Linked DNA regions of Hordeum vulgare: region 2 is linked to region 1. A link is a contact called in public Hi-C data. All regions are on one chromosome and are shown on one strand. The core of a region is the stretch at or near the end of the contact, and the rest is flanking DNA. Distances in the headings are between cores, read along the strand shown. Region 1 has its middle 6.8 kb from the start of LOC123401154. Region 2 holds the start of LOC123404329 (protein INAPERTURATE POLLEN 1 homolog).

The links. Hi-C and Micro-C count contacts between places; a contact is called where the count stands out from the background.
Region 2: a Hi-C map of seedling shows a contact between it and region 1, with 3 times the contacts expected there. The contact joins the promoter of LOC123404329 here to the enhancer-like site in region 1. A contact is called at or near these places in 1 of 6 Hi-C or Micro-C datasets (seedling) and 1 of 1 datasets of contacts at active chromatin or transcription factors (embryo).

The regions. Positions count from the first base shown.
Region 1 is chr6H:415,417,622-415,425,092 of MorexV3_pseudomolecules_assembly, forward strand. No RefSeq gene overlaps it. Among protein-coding and RNA genes, the nearest start is that of LOC123401154, 6.8 kb to the right of the region's middle. Within about 2 kb of position 4,055, at least 3 of the 3 cell types and tissues checked have open chromatin away from gene starts, as enhancers often do. A contact at or near this core is called in seedling, where this site is marked.
Region 2 is chr6H:415,977,691-415,985,161 of MorexV3_pseudomolecules_assembly, forward strand. It overlaps LOC123404329 (protein INAPERTURATE POLLEN 1 homolog), which reads right to left and starts at 3,697. Exons shown (of 3, transcript XM_045098252.1): 1 at 2,833-3,697. The coding sequence starts at 3,502.

The DNA of each region.
Region 1 (7,471 bases), core at 2,805-5,304:
CGTAAGCGTACGAGTAATGTCGGTCCGAGCCGCTTCGATCCAACAATACCGCGGAATCAAGAAAAGACTAAGGAGGGCAGCAAATCGCACATCACCGCCCACAAAAACTTTTGTGTTCTACTCGAGATAACATCTACGCATGAACCTAGCTCATGATGCCACTCTTGGGGAACGTCGCATGGGAAAAAAAATTCCTACGCGCACGAAGACCTATCATGGTGATGTCCATCTACGAGAGGGGATTTCCGATCTACGTACCCTTGTAGATCGCACAGCAGGAAGCGTTAAGAAACGCGGTTGATGTAGTGGAACGTCCTCACGTCCCTCGATCCGCCCCACGAACCGTCCCGCGATCCGTCCCACGATCCGCTCCGATCTAGTGCCGAACGGACGGCACCTCCGCGTTCAGCACATGTACAGCTCGACGATGATCTCGGCCTTCTTGATCCAGGAAGAGATGCGGAGAGGTAGATGAGTTCTCCGGCAGCGTGACGGCACTCCGGAGGTTGGTGGTGATCTATCTCAGGAGGGCTCCGCCCGAGCTCCGCAGAAATACGATCTAGAGGAAAAACCGTGCAGGTATGTGGTCGGGCTGCCGTGGCAAAGTTGTGTCTCAAAAACCCTCAATACCTCTAGTATATATAGGAGGGAGGGAGGTGAGGAGGCAGCCTCAAACCCTCAAGGTTTGGCCGAATTGGAGGTGGAGGAGTCCTACTCCAATCCTACTTGGAGTAGGATTCCACCTTCCCACTTGGAAACTCTTTCCACCTTGTGTTTTTTCCTTCTCAAACCTTATGGGCCTTAGTGGGAACTTATGCCAGCCCACTAGGGGCTGATTTATCTCTTCCCATATCCCATGAGACCCCTTGGGGCGTGACACCCCTCCCGGCACTCCCGGTACACTACCGATGAGCCCGAAACTTTTTCAGTGACCAAAACAGGACTTCCTATATATCAATCTTTACCTCTGGACCATTCCGGAGCTCCTCGTGACGTCCTGGATCTCATCTGGGACTCCGAAAAACTTTCGGTTACCAACACCTATAACTCAACTATACCAAAACGTCACCGAACCTGAAGTGTGCAGACCCTGCGGGTTCGAGAACTATGTAGACATGACCCGAGACACTCCTCGGTCAATATCCAATAGCGGGACCTGGATACCCATATTGGATCCTACATATTCTCCGAAGATCTTACCGGTTGAACCTCAGTGTCAAGGATTCATATAATCCCGTATGTCATTCATTTGTCCTTCGGTATGTTACTTGCCCGAGATTTGATCATCGGTATCCACATACCCATTTCAATCTCGTTACTGGCAAGTCTCTTTACTCGTTCCGTAATACAAGATCCCGTGACTTACACTTAGTCACATTGCTTGCAAGGCTTGTGTGTGATGTTGTATTACCGAGTGGGCCCCGAGATACCTCTCCGTCACACAGAGTGACAAATCTCAGTCTTGATCCATACTAACTCAACGGACACCTTCAGACATACCTCTAGAGCACCTTTATAGTCACCCAGTTACGTTGTGACGTTTGATACACACAAGGCATTCCTCCGGTGCTAGTGAGTTATATGATCTCATGGTCATAGGAACAAATACTTGACACGCAGAAAACTATATCAATAAAACGACACGATCAATATGCTACGTTCATAATTTGGGTCTTGTCCATCACATGTTTCTCCTAAGGATGTGACCCCGTTATCAAGTAACAACACTTGCCTATGGTCAGGAAACCTTGACCATCTTTGATCAACGAGTTAGTCAACTAGAGGCTTACTAGGGAGAGTGTTTTGTCTATGTATCCACACAAGTATTGTGTTTCCAATCAATACAATTATAGCATGGTTAATAAACGATTATCATGAATAAAGAAATATAATAATAACTAATTTATTATTGCCTCTAGGAAATATTTCCAACAAACATTACATTGATGGACACATACTTGTAGAAATTATCTCGCATCGAAGCACCGTTGTGCATATTAAAAGGTGTTAGGTGAGAGAGATTAAGGAAGGAGATTACAACAAAACACGTGCAAACTCATGTGCACAATGCACCTAGTGTAGAGGAGTTCACATATAATTGGAGCATGAGAGCCGTCCACAAAATTTAATTGCATTGTTTGGGCCTCGCTCGACAAAAACACTTTATTCGATTGTTCCTCCAGGTTTGGCCCGGTGGTACTTTAAGTTTAGTGGATGCCAAGAATGTGGGGACCTCCTTTGCACCGCTCATTGCGATGAACACCTGAGCGGACGCACACACGGGTCGGCCCAGTTTTTTTCATAAGTAAATCTGATAATTTCATTTTCTTTTCTTTTTTCTGTTCATTTTATCCTTTTCTAATTATTTCCTTTTTTGGTTTCTTTCCTATTTTTCCTTTTTATTTTCGAATTTGAAGCAAAGATATTTTTCGAATTTGAATTTTTTTTAAAAATGCAAAACATTTTTAGGAAATACTGAACATTTTTTAAAAATAACGAATATTCCTTGAAAATCTCGAACATTTTTTGAAGTTACGAATGTTTTTAAAAATCAGCAACTTTTTGAAATTTAGAACATTTTTCCAAAAAGTAAAAAAAAAGAATTTGAAGAAAATGTTTCAACCATAAACTTATTTAAAAAAAATAAAACAAAATTCAAAATAAAGGAATCAGAAAAAAAATAATGAAAAAAGAAACCGAAACATAAAGGCAAAAAAGGAAAAAAATGTTTAAAAAGAAACAAAAATCGGTTTAGAAACTTTCTAAAAAGTTTCCAAAAAAGTTGGTTGACTATGCGTAGTCCCGTCTATTTGCCGCAAAATACGGTGAATAGAGAAATCTCATATTTTTGTGGTTTCTTCCGAGAGGGAGTCCGGCAAAATCAAACGGGAAGTGAGGCGAGGGATTTTAATGGGTTAGTCCATTAGCACTTCACTGATTTCGGTTTTTGATTTGTTTTGGTAAATTTCTAGTAGGTTCTTGAACTGGTTTTTTTTTTCGTTTTATTTTTTTATATTCTTTCTTTATTCTTTTCTGTTTTTTCTGTTTCCGTTACAAAAAAGATTCTGCATTTTCAAAAAATGTTTTGAATTTTATTTTATTTTCTTCAAATCAAAAAATGTTTCTCTTTTTAAAAAAAGTTTTAAATTTGAAATAGTTGCTGTTTTCTAAAAAATGTACATAACTTTAGAAAATGTTCGGGTTTTTAAAAAAATATTCTGTTTTTGAAAATATTGCTCCGTATTTTAAGAAAAAGTTTGGTATTTTGAAATAATTTTCAGTATTTACGAAAATGTTACAAATATCAATTTTTTATCAATTGTTAAACTATATTCATGTTCTAAAATTGTTCTCAAATTTTTAAAAATGTTCTTGATTTTAGAAAATGTTAGAAATTTCAAAAAATTGTCGTTTTCAAACATTGTTTAATATTTTAAAAACTGTTCTGGATTTTCAAAAATGACCTTTTATTTAAATATTGTCTTTCAAAAAATAGTCGTGTTTTCGAAATTGTTTGTGTTTATGAATTTATTTAGGATTTTTCAAAATTGTTCTCATTTTCGAAAAAAATCGCAAGATTCAATAAAATTTTGTGCTTTAAAATATTGTTCGTGCTTGCAAATTTGTACAGGGTTTTGAAAATTGTTATCCGTTTCGAAATTTTATTCTCTAGATTCAAAAAGTGTCCATGCTTTAAAAAAATCGCGCTTCCAAATTTGTTCAGGATATTTCAAAATTAATCTCGGTTGCGAATTTTTTCTCAAGAATCACAAAATGTTCGTGCTTTCATATTTATTCTCTGTTTTAAAAAATGTTCATGTCTTCAAAAAATGAATAGGAAATTCAACATTTGATCGTTTTCATAAAGTAAAAATTAAAAATTAAATAAAAATGAATCTAATAATAAAAAAAGAATGGACATAAGCAGAAAAGGAAAAAAGAAACAGAGAAAGAAAATAAAAAAAATTGGCCGGCCCAGTCGGTAGAGCACCCTGTGTGTCCGATCGTCTCCATGAATAGGGTATTCCAAGAATGTGGTGCACATAGGGTGCTACTATTGCGCGCATTCATCGCCGCCCAGCATAACTGGCGTCTGGATGGGCCGGCCCAAGACTGCACAGCGCAAAAATCACAGCAAAAAATGGCCGGCCCAAGACTGCGCAGCACAAAAAATGCACCACGGCCGGGATTCGATCTCCATACTTTAGGCTTCCACACATTGACTCTAACCAGTACATCACCTATTCTCTAGTGACTATTTACAGCGCTACTTTTATAAAAACAGGAATACAAAGACGGTATTTATTACACATTCCACAGTAAAATTTAGATTTTTCAATTATTTGCAAAAAACGTTCACATATTTCAAATGAAGTTCAAGAGCATGCAAAAAAAGTTGGCCTAGTCAAAAAAGTTCATGAAATCGAATAAGTTCATGTATTAAAAAAAGTTCATGAATTCAAAATAACCTCATCGATTTCAAAAAATGTTCACTGAAAAATGGAAAAAATCATTGATTTAAACAAAAAAGTTCATCAGATTAGAAAAAATTTCGTCAGATTTGAAAAAAGTTCATCATATTTCAAAAGATTCATCCAAATTTTTCAAAATTTCATCGAATTTGAAAAATAGTTTGTCGATTTTAAAAATAGTTCATGAAAAAATGAAAAAAAATTCATCAAATTTGAAAAGGTTCATCCAAATTAAAAAGTTCATCAAATTTGAAGAAAAGTTCATCAATTTTAAAAGTAGTTCATCATCAAATGAAAAAAGATCATCCATTTGAAGAAAGAAATTCATTGATTTTGAAATGAGTTCATTAGATTTGGAGAAAAGTTCATCGATTTTCAAAAATTTCATCAGAAAATGAAAAAAGTTCAGTATTCGAAAGTAGTTCACAAATTTGAAAAATAAAACTCATCAAATAAGTAAGTAAAAAAGAAAAAAAAGGAAAAGGGAAAAAGAAATGAGAAATAAGAAATAAGGAAAGAATAATCAATAAAAAACAAAAAAGGTCCATCCTATCATATCAGCAAATCTGGCCGACTGGTAAACGCGGTTTGCAGTCTATCAGTAGGTTACAGGTTCTCGATCCTCTCAATGGACGCTGGTTTTCGCGGCTTAAAAAGCGAGATGAGAATATGCTATTTGGGCCGAGCCCAACCAACTCGCTTGCACGCGCCGGTTTGTAAAAATGAACTAAAATCGGCGTCTGTGCCGCTAAATAGGTTTGCCCGTGCACATAAGCTTGCAAACGGGTCAAAATTGCATCATGCGGGCCAGATTGAGCTTGTGCAGGCTACCAAACACTCCCAAAATGCACAATCCACCCATGTTTCTGCATTTTTTCAATCCCTTTTTTTCAGATTTTTTTCTTTAATATTATGTTTGCCACACTTTCTATTTTCTATTTTTTGAACATTTAAAAAAATGTGTTTTTAAAAAATAACTAATAATTTTTAAATTCATGATTTTTTTAAAGATCAGTAATAATTTTAAAATTAGTAATTTTGAAAATCAATAATAGTTTTGAAATTCATGATGTCTCAATGGGCGCTGGTTTTTGCGGGTTAAAAAGCGAGATGAGAAAATGCTATTTGGGCCGAGCCCAACCAACTCGCTTGCAGGCGCCGGTTTGTAAAAATGAACTAAAATCGGCATGTGTGCCGCTAAATAGGTTTGCCCGTGCACATAAGCTTGCAAACGGGTCAAAATTGCATTATGCGGGCTAGATTGAGCTTGTGCAGGCTACCAAACACTCCCAAAATGCACAATCCACCCATGTTTCTGCGTTTTTTCAATCCCTTTTTTTTCAGATTTTATCCTTTAATATTATGTTTGCCACCCTTTCTATTTTCAATTTTTTGAACATTTTAAAAAATGTGTTTTTAAAAAATGACTAATAATTTTTAAATTCATGATTTTTTAAAATCAGTAATAATTTTAAAATTAGTAATTTTGAAAATCAATAATAAATTCGAAATTCATGATGTTTCAAATATGGAGTTTTTTTAATCCGTGAACAATTTTCAAACTGAAGAACTTTTTACGAAATTCATGAAAAATTCGAACTTGCAAACCTTTTTTAAAAATTCTTGAACACCTTTTGAAGTCATAATTTTTAAAATTCATAAACATTTTATGTGTTCCCAATAATTTTGCAAAATTGGACTTTTCTATTCAAATTAAATAAATACTTCAAATTCACAAGCATTTATTGAATTTTTAAAATTTGCTAAGTTCATGAAAACTTATTAAATTTGATGTATTTTTAAATTTCGTGCACATTTTTCCAAACTCATGAATTGTTTGAATATTTATTTTTTTAAATTGATGAAGATTTTTGGAAAGCACGATTGTTTTTGAGTTCTCTAGCATTCTTTGAACTCAAGAACATTTTGCAAAATTCGTGAACTTTTAATTCACGGGCATTCTCGTAAGTCAAGAAACAATTCCAATTTTTGTATGTATATTAGTAGAAAACCAGGGGAAATAAATAAATTCTTCTTAAAACCACCCTAAAAACACAAACATTGAGGCAGTTTATGTGTGCACTTGTTACTGGGCTGGCCAACTGTTGCTCGCGCTGAGGAGGAGCTGCTCGTTTTGTGAGTTTTGAACGCGCAAGATGCAAATCGTGGAGCAGTTTGTACGGACGGATGCAAAGAACACATCAAAGAGGTGAGACACATGGTGGCATACAACACTTTGTCCTTCGGTAAAATGACATAAACGAGGGATACAAAACGCTCAATACAGTGCCACATTCTCATAAGCACCATAAACCTTCATGAGTCGTAGGCTTGCTTGGTTGATATGTGGCAACTGCAAAGCAAGGCGACCATTCTAACCTATAAGGATGCTGGGCGTCCCACCCTCCCGAGCGCTCCCCCGATTTGAGGCTTCGTTGGCCTTCCGATCAACCTTCTCACGTGTTTGAGCCGTTATATCTTTACAACAGTTAAACTTGATTTTCATCCTGCGGTGGTTTTTGCTGGCCAATGACATGTGCGCTCGCGTTGCGCGTTGGTTGGCTAGGTTCGTCGACTCCTGCGTGCACTAGGTTTTTGGCCAATCCGCTCTGCGCATCTCGCAACCAATCCTGTCATCGCCACGTCCCACTCTCACACGGGCTGCCAGACAAACCCTAGCCCCTTTCCCATCATCCCCATAGCCTCTCTCGCCTCCTCCATCCCTCCTCCTCGCGTCGCCATGGCCTCCGCCATGGAGCCTCACCGACGCGTGTTATTCCTCCTCCCTCATCTTTGTTCGTCTCCGAGGACGGGCTCACCCCACAACTTCTTCCCCACCCACGACCTAGGGTTGGGGAGGCTGGGTCTTCTTGCTGGGGAGGGCCAGGAGGCCGACGGTGGGGAGCAGCGAGGCCGGCGTGCCTTCTTCCTGGGGAGGGCCTGCAGGCCGGCGGTGGGGAGCAGCAAGGGCGGCCTATCTTCTTGCTGGGGAGGGCCAA
Region 2 (7,471 bases), core at 2,447-4,946, 560 kb after region 1:
TTTTTTTGTCAGGCTATAGAAAGGAAAACAACGTGCACTCATTGTTCTGTCAATAAAATCTTAGCCTTTTTCTTGAGGTTAAAGCAGAAGAGAATAATATGGACATGACTTCTGAGAGACCTGTTATAGTAGTCTAGATGTACAATTGCCAGACTGGAAACAACAAGAAACCTAGAGGGCATCATTGCTCAAGAATCAAGAAAGCCATGCAACACATAGTGGATCGGCTATGCAAACATTTGGATCTAGCGATGCATTTTGGAGAGCATTATGCAACCCAACAGTGCTATATCCTCACATGGAAACACCAAAGATACTGTTCTTTAGACAATAAATATATCCTGAGTTTCTTTATGTACAATTGTATATAGCCAGGACTTCCTGTTGCTTTGGACCTAGCTCAGATTTTTGTTCTCATTAGTGTCTGTAAGCGAAGTTCTACACGCTGTACCTGGTCTAGTTTCTCCGGAAATAGTTATCCAAGCTAATGAAGTAATTTTGTAATCCCTCTTAACTTAATGTAAGACGAACTGCAAAAACGTCTTACATTAAGTTACAGACCCCCAACGGTTGAATTTATACAACCATAAGTTCAGTCTTTGGTGCATATCCAAAGAAACAATGCAAACTGCTGAATTGTATCCAGTGGTTAACTGACTTCCAGCTGATATAAAAGATACCATTTCCAGGGAAGGTGATTGATGTGGATATATTCCCACAGCATAGCAAAGTTATGACTGATTACAGTTTGTGCTCGATCAGACATGTCGTTATGTGGTTGTAAAGTAAATGGTGCTATACAATGAAGTGATAAGTGCACTTACAGTTATAGTTTGTATGCATACCTAATAATCATTGATATTATCAAATAGTAGGTTTCCAAGTATTTTCTTGCCATCTTGGCGACCTAGCAATTAAGTGGTTTTGGTTCACCTAATATGCAATCTCTTATCGACCTAGGCAACCTTGATCTTAACAACAAAGGGGCCAAATCCTTGTTACCGTTAAATTTACAAGTACACTCGCCTATCATAATCTGATGTAAACCTATGGAGGTTTGGACTTGAAGAATGCCAAAAGATTTGTTTATCAAGAAAAACATAGCAAATGATTTGCAGAAAAAATCTTATATACCAAATAAAACTAGCAAAAGTTGAAGAAATACAAAAATCTTAATGTCAACCTTTGACCCTTTTTGGCAGAAGAGTGTGACAACTGACAACAGTGAACGACAGCATGTAGTTAAGCTGATCTTCACAAGATTCTAGTAAAGCTATTCTTTACAGGACGTCCTTTTTCTCTCCAAAGCTTCGAATGCAATATAAACAGTAGTTACAAAGTTAGACTTTGCTGAGTCATATAAGATATAGTACATGACTAAATTAAAGTATCACGGGAGCATTGAAATTAGATCATTAAACAACCAATTCACCAAGTGCTGGTTCTGACTGGTAATATTAGCAAATGGTGATGATTACCTGATAATCAGATTGTTTTTCTTTACCTTTTCTTCATCCAAGTAATAATCAATCCAGTTAGGGTCTCGGCCATTAGAGGCACAAATAATTGTTCAAGCCCAAAACCACGCTAAATACATTGAAACAATGAAGTTCAGACCAGTCACATGCCTTTAGATGCAAATTTATTGAGTTGGGGCAATGGCGCAACGCCCTTACACAATTTCGTCCAATAATCAGTGCATGATTGTTTCTAACTTCATTACTCGCAGGAACAACATTCAAAGATTTATGACCATTGCAGATTAAACTTAGTGGCAACTCTGCCTAAAACATAATGAGTTGGCATCTTCCTACAGTGTTCATCTAGCTATCATGCCAAGCATTTATTTTTCCTACTATCTAGCATAAGGTAAGTATATAACCAGGTAAAAAAATGCACAGAGACTAGCATAATGCAAGTGAACATTAGGAGTCATTGAGTAAAAATTACTGTCAGAAGATTTACGTTTGCTAACCAATTACTGACTAAACTTTGGAAAAGAAACTAAACAGTGCGTGTCACACCTCATTTTCAGACACCAAGATGCTAGTTATGACTTGGGAGGGCAGAGTACATCTCAGGTAAAAAAATTCACAGGAAAGCAATCTGATGTAAAAGTCTGTTAATTTTCAGCAAACTATTTGATAGGCAAATTACTATCACTTTAGTATAAACCAACTATTTTATCACCAAAAAGATAGACACGAGCAATATACACGGTAAGAATGATACCTGTGCACACAATGTGAACAACACAATAGTACCAGCATTGTTATGTAACAAATCATTTTTAAAGGATAAACAACAGGACATACAATTTTTGCCAACTTTTCTAATCTGAAAGAACCAAATGACGAACAATATTTAGCTAAACATCAAAAGAAGATGAAACAAGCAGCAGACATTATTTCTTCATTGTTCATGAAAATCCAATTCCCCTGCTGCTAACATTTAATCAATCCTATTCAATCCATCCATAACTTCAAGGGATAGTTTGGAAGAGAATTAAGACTCCTAATGCAATACCGTAAACAGCTTCAGTCACAAGCCATTCCACCATTCCAGACTTTGCACAGCGTTTTCCTCGCACATCTTACCATATACTCCAAGGTCCAGCATTTCCGTTACAAAGAAGAAGAATCACAACCAAACATACAGAAGAACGCAATTATTTTCTTGGCATTAACCCTTCGTACATATTAACGTTGTCTCAAAAAAAAATTACATGAAGCTTCATTAGTATCAATTCCTCCCGGAAACCAAGATTTGCACAACCCAAAGAACTCAAGAAACAGAATATAAACTAGCGAGCCAAGAAGAGGGGTTAACTACCAGGCGAGGGGCGACAATGGTCGAAGCGGCGGAGCACCTCCGGGTCGTGCATGGAGAGCACGAAGCGCGACAGAGCTTCGAGGAAGAGAGCCGCCTGGTGCCCACCGGCGGCAGCAACGAGCTCCGAAAGAACGCCTCGACGGAGCCGATTAGCCTCGAGGGCGACGTCCTTGAGCTCCTCCAAGAACGCCTCCAGGTCGGCCCCACCAGCCACCTCGGCGGAGGTGAAGACCTCCTGGGCGTGGCGGAGGCGGTCGGTGACGACGGGGACGGCGGCGCGGATTCGGCGGTCGACGCGGTCGGCGGAGGCGAGGAGCCGCGGCGATGGCGATAGCGATCGGAGAAGGGAGGTGAGGAGGGAGGGGTGGAAGTCGCCGAGCCAGAGGAAGGGGAGCTCCAGGGGCGACCGCCAATCCCCGGCGCAGATGACCTGGGCGGGGTCCTGGCGGGCGGCCGAGTCGAGGGCGGACCAGTGCGCCTCGAAGTGGGCCTCGACGGCAGCGGCGGCCGAGGATATTGGGTCGTTCCAGGAGCCGGGGGAGGAGGAGAGCGCGCGGCGGAGCAACGGGAGGAGCGGCGAGCGGAGGGTGGCGAGCCAGGCCGCGAAGAAGTCCCGCATCGGCCGCCTGGCGCCAGGAGCCCCTCGGCCTGGCGGAGGAGGCCTCGGCATGCTTCTGAATGCGGAGGCGGCTGCGCTGGCTCCACGGTAGGCGGCGGGGCCGGGCGATTGGTCGGTTGTGTCCGGTGGGGTTTAGCCGTCGTCCGTCGCCGCCGCTGGGAGGGAGGGAGGAGGAAAGGACGGAGGTGGGCTGCCACTGCAAAGGGTTCTCCGTCCTGGAAGGAAGTTTTGGCCCGGTCCAGTGACTTCGCGGCGCCTGTGTTTCACGGAGGGAATTCATCCCCTTCAAAAAAAAGTCCCAACTAAAAAGTCTCTAGTCTTTATCCGTTTGTTTTCATGGACTAAATAAAGACTAGAGGTCATTAAATAACATGCAAAAAGATCATGATACCCCTAGTGATGTACTAGAAGTTATTAAATGACATGCTAAAAGTAGGGGCATTGTTGGAAAAAGTGTCCAAAAAATCCCAAAAAGACCCTCCCATAGGGACTTCTTCCTTTAGTCCCAAATACCCTCTTTTAGTCCCTAATAGTCTCTCATGTTTGTTTCACATGGGACTAAAAGGGACTTTTTTAGTCCTTACACCAAAAAATCCCTCGAAACAAACACCCCCTTCATATGCTTAAAACCTGTTTTTTTTAAAAGAGTCAAAACCTAGCGCTCAAGAAGAAAAATATATTCTTCCAAAGCTTTTCTCGAATTCTTCGTGTGTCCTAACGAGTATTCCCTCCGTTCTTAAATATATATTTTTAAATCAACTACACATGGCATACGAAGTAAAATGAGTGAGCTTACATTTTAAATTATGTTTATATACATATGTATGTAGTCCGTATTGAAATCTTTAAAAAGATAAATATTTAGAAATGGATAGAGTATATGAGAAAACACATTTGCAAGACACAAACTGCATGCAAATACATAAGATTTTAGTAGTGAAGCGAGGAAGGAAAATTGTCCTTCATACAACACTTAGAAGAACATGGTCAAAGAAAAAAACAATCATTTCTCTCTCGTAAGTTTACCGAGCCATAAAATTGCGAGGACACCGTTTCAACCAGCAAATGCTCGACGTGAGTTCCTAATGCATCATCTTATGCCACTTTCAATGTGTCGGTGCTAAGCATATTAAAAAGTTTAGCAACTAAGGCTTCCAATGCACGGGTGCTTAACTTGTTGGAAATTTTTTGTTTTTGCCACTCTAGATTTTGTCAATTTTTCTTATGCCATTCTAAATTTTGACATTTCACTTTTGCCACTCTTAGTTTTTGACAATGATCAGAATTGCCATTTCCAGGCAAAAACAAAAAATTTAGAGTGAAAATTGTGATAATTGTGAAAAGCTAAGAGTGGCAAAAAGGAAATAAAATTATATAGCTTTTGCCACTAAATGACAATTGTGATAAGGGAAGGGGGTTCCTAAAAGCTAAGAGTTCAACACTATGCAGCGGGTGTGACATGCGGTGTTAGAGAGGAGTGCGGGTGTGACTCGAGAAGGGAAGAGGGTGAGGGTTTTGTGACGTGGGACGATGGTGAGGGTTTACTCGGTCAGAATAATAATGCGCTTCGGAGGCGACGATTTAGTAGACACAACCGTGTCCGATAAGTGCCACCACGGTGTGAGCGGACTATTGTGATTCGTGTAAATCCTATAGTTGCAGATGTGTGATCCGTGGAAATGCGCTCTGGACAATCAGGACACGCGTGTCGCGACACAATGTTAGTCATCACACACGGTTTCAATCCGGAAAAATAACCAAGTTTGTAAATGGATTCCAAATTTCCTTTTTGTGTGACACCTGATTTTTTACCGCATTCAACAAGTTTTAAGGTAAGTCTAGCATTCTTTTTCCATAATATGCACAGTGTAAAAGAACTACCAACACTCACACGTATCTGTGCGTGCTATGGTCTCTGGGCAAACGGTTGCTAGTAGTAAATTGTATGGGAAATCTAAGATAAGCATATATTCCATCAACAAAATTGATTGCAGGTGAAGACTGCAATTACATTGTTCAACATATTAGTACATAAAATAAAGTCTCACTAACATCTTGATCAACACATAATAAACATACTCAAGCAGAGATATAAGACACACAAACTGGATATCTAGGATAGTGTTGGACATCATGACATGTATATATAACTCAATCCTGATCGTACCCACCAACAACGTAAACTTTCTCTAGGTACTTCTCATATGCGGCGTGCGTCACCCTTCGAGAATACTTCTACCTGACAAATGCGAAGTTAAGCCTTTGGGCGCATAACAGGGATCCAAAGTCCCCATTCCATGTTGTGATACGACGATTATGCGTTTCCGCATAGAGCTCCTTGAGCTTTTGTTTCTTGTTCTCCCTCACTAATAGGAAAAACCTTATATGTAGGAGCCTAGTAGTAGCACTGGAAAATACAACGCGTTGCTGCTACTTAGTAGTAGCGCTGGAAATAGTAAGCGCTACTGATAACTACAGTAGTAGTAGCGCTAGTTGCAGTTCCAGCGCTACTTCTAAATGGAGCCCAACTAGGCCATCCATAGTATCTGTAGTAGTAGCGCTTCCCTAGATCCAGCACTACTGCTAATTTCCATAGGATTAGCGTTGGACAGGAACAAGAGCTACTACTAAATGGGGCCCAACGAGGCCACCGACAGTATCTGTAGCAGTAGCGCTGGACTGTGAAAAGCGCTACTGCTAATATTCGTAGTAATAGCACTTCCTTGGGACCAGCGCTACTGCTACACGTGGGCAGCTTCATTTACACCCACACACACTCCCCCTTCTTCTCTCTTTATTCTACCTATCACCCACACACACACCATCTCCCCCTTCCTCTCCCATTTGCCCTATCTCCTTTCCTCCACCATAATTGCCCTTTCACCCACACACACACCCTCTCCCCTCCCCCCGGCTTTGCCCTATCCCCTCCTTTCTCCTTTCCTCCAACATTGTTGCCCTCATTTCACTCACACACACACCCTCTCCCCCTTCCTCCCCCCTTTGCCATATCCCCTCCTTTTTCCTTTCCTCTCTCTAAGTTCTCCACCATTGTTACCTCTCCATTATTTAGCCGTGCACAATCTCTCTCGGGATATATATAGGTGAGTAAAAAGTTGTGCATTTCAATAATGGGAATATGTGTGTTTGCGATATGAAGGGTTATTGTGTGAGTGACATGACCCGTGAGTTGCTTATGTTTTGCCGAAATGTCGATTTATTTCCGATTCGGCGAATTACGAGCAAACTCAATATGTCCTATTTTTAGGCAAGGTCGTGCCAAATTTTTATATGCATGCATTCTGTTTATGACCCTTTTGCTTGGTATACCTTGCAGTCATGAAGGTGAGTGGTAGGAAGGTGGAGTGATACTTGCAATCCGCGATTATGGACATGTATGAAAATAAACGGACTGGGATTAGATGTCGTGTACAAGATGCAAAGAAGGAGTAATTTTGGACCCTTTTGATCGTGGCATTTTGAAGGGCCACTTGTTGATCAATGGTTTCATGGATGGCTATACTCGGTGGATAAGTGAAGATGATGATGAGGACGTCCACATGGCAGGGAATAACATGGGTCTAGACGAAGAGATGGTCGATCGACAAGAAGACGATGGCGCCGGACACGATGGCTGTGAAGAGTCCAGACACGGCGGCAGGGAAGAGTCTGGACATGGCGTCGGAGAAGATTCTGGACACGACAAAGTAGTAGAGTCCGGACATGGCGGAGAAGAGTCGATGGACACGTCGTAGACTTCGATGGTACTAAGTTCAATCGTGCAGGACCCTCATGTTCGAGACCTCCTTCGCATGAGTACGAATAGCGACACGGTTGATGATAGAGAGGAGGCCAAGCTGGCGCAACTTGAAGTAGACTCGAAGACTCCATTATATGACGGTTGCGATCCCGAGGTTACCAGCTTGAGTTTCATGCTCGAACTTCTAAAGACGAAGGCCAAAAACAAATGGACAAACAAAAGCCTCGATGAGCACTTGAAGTATCTACAGAGTAAAGTTC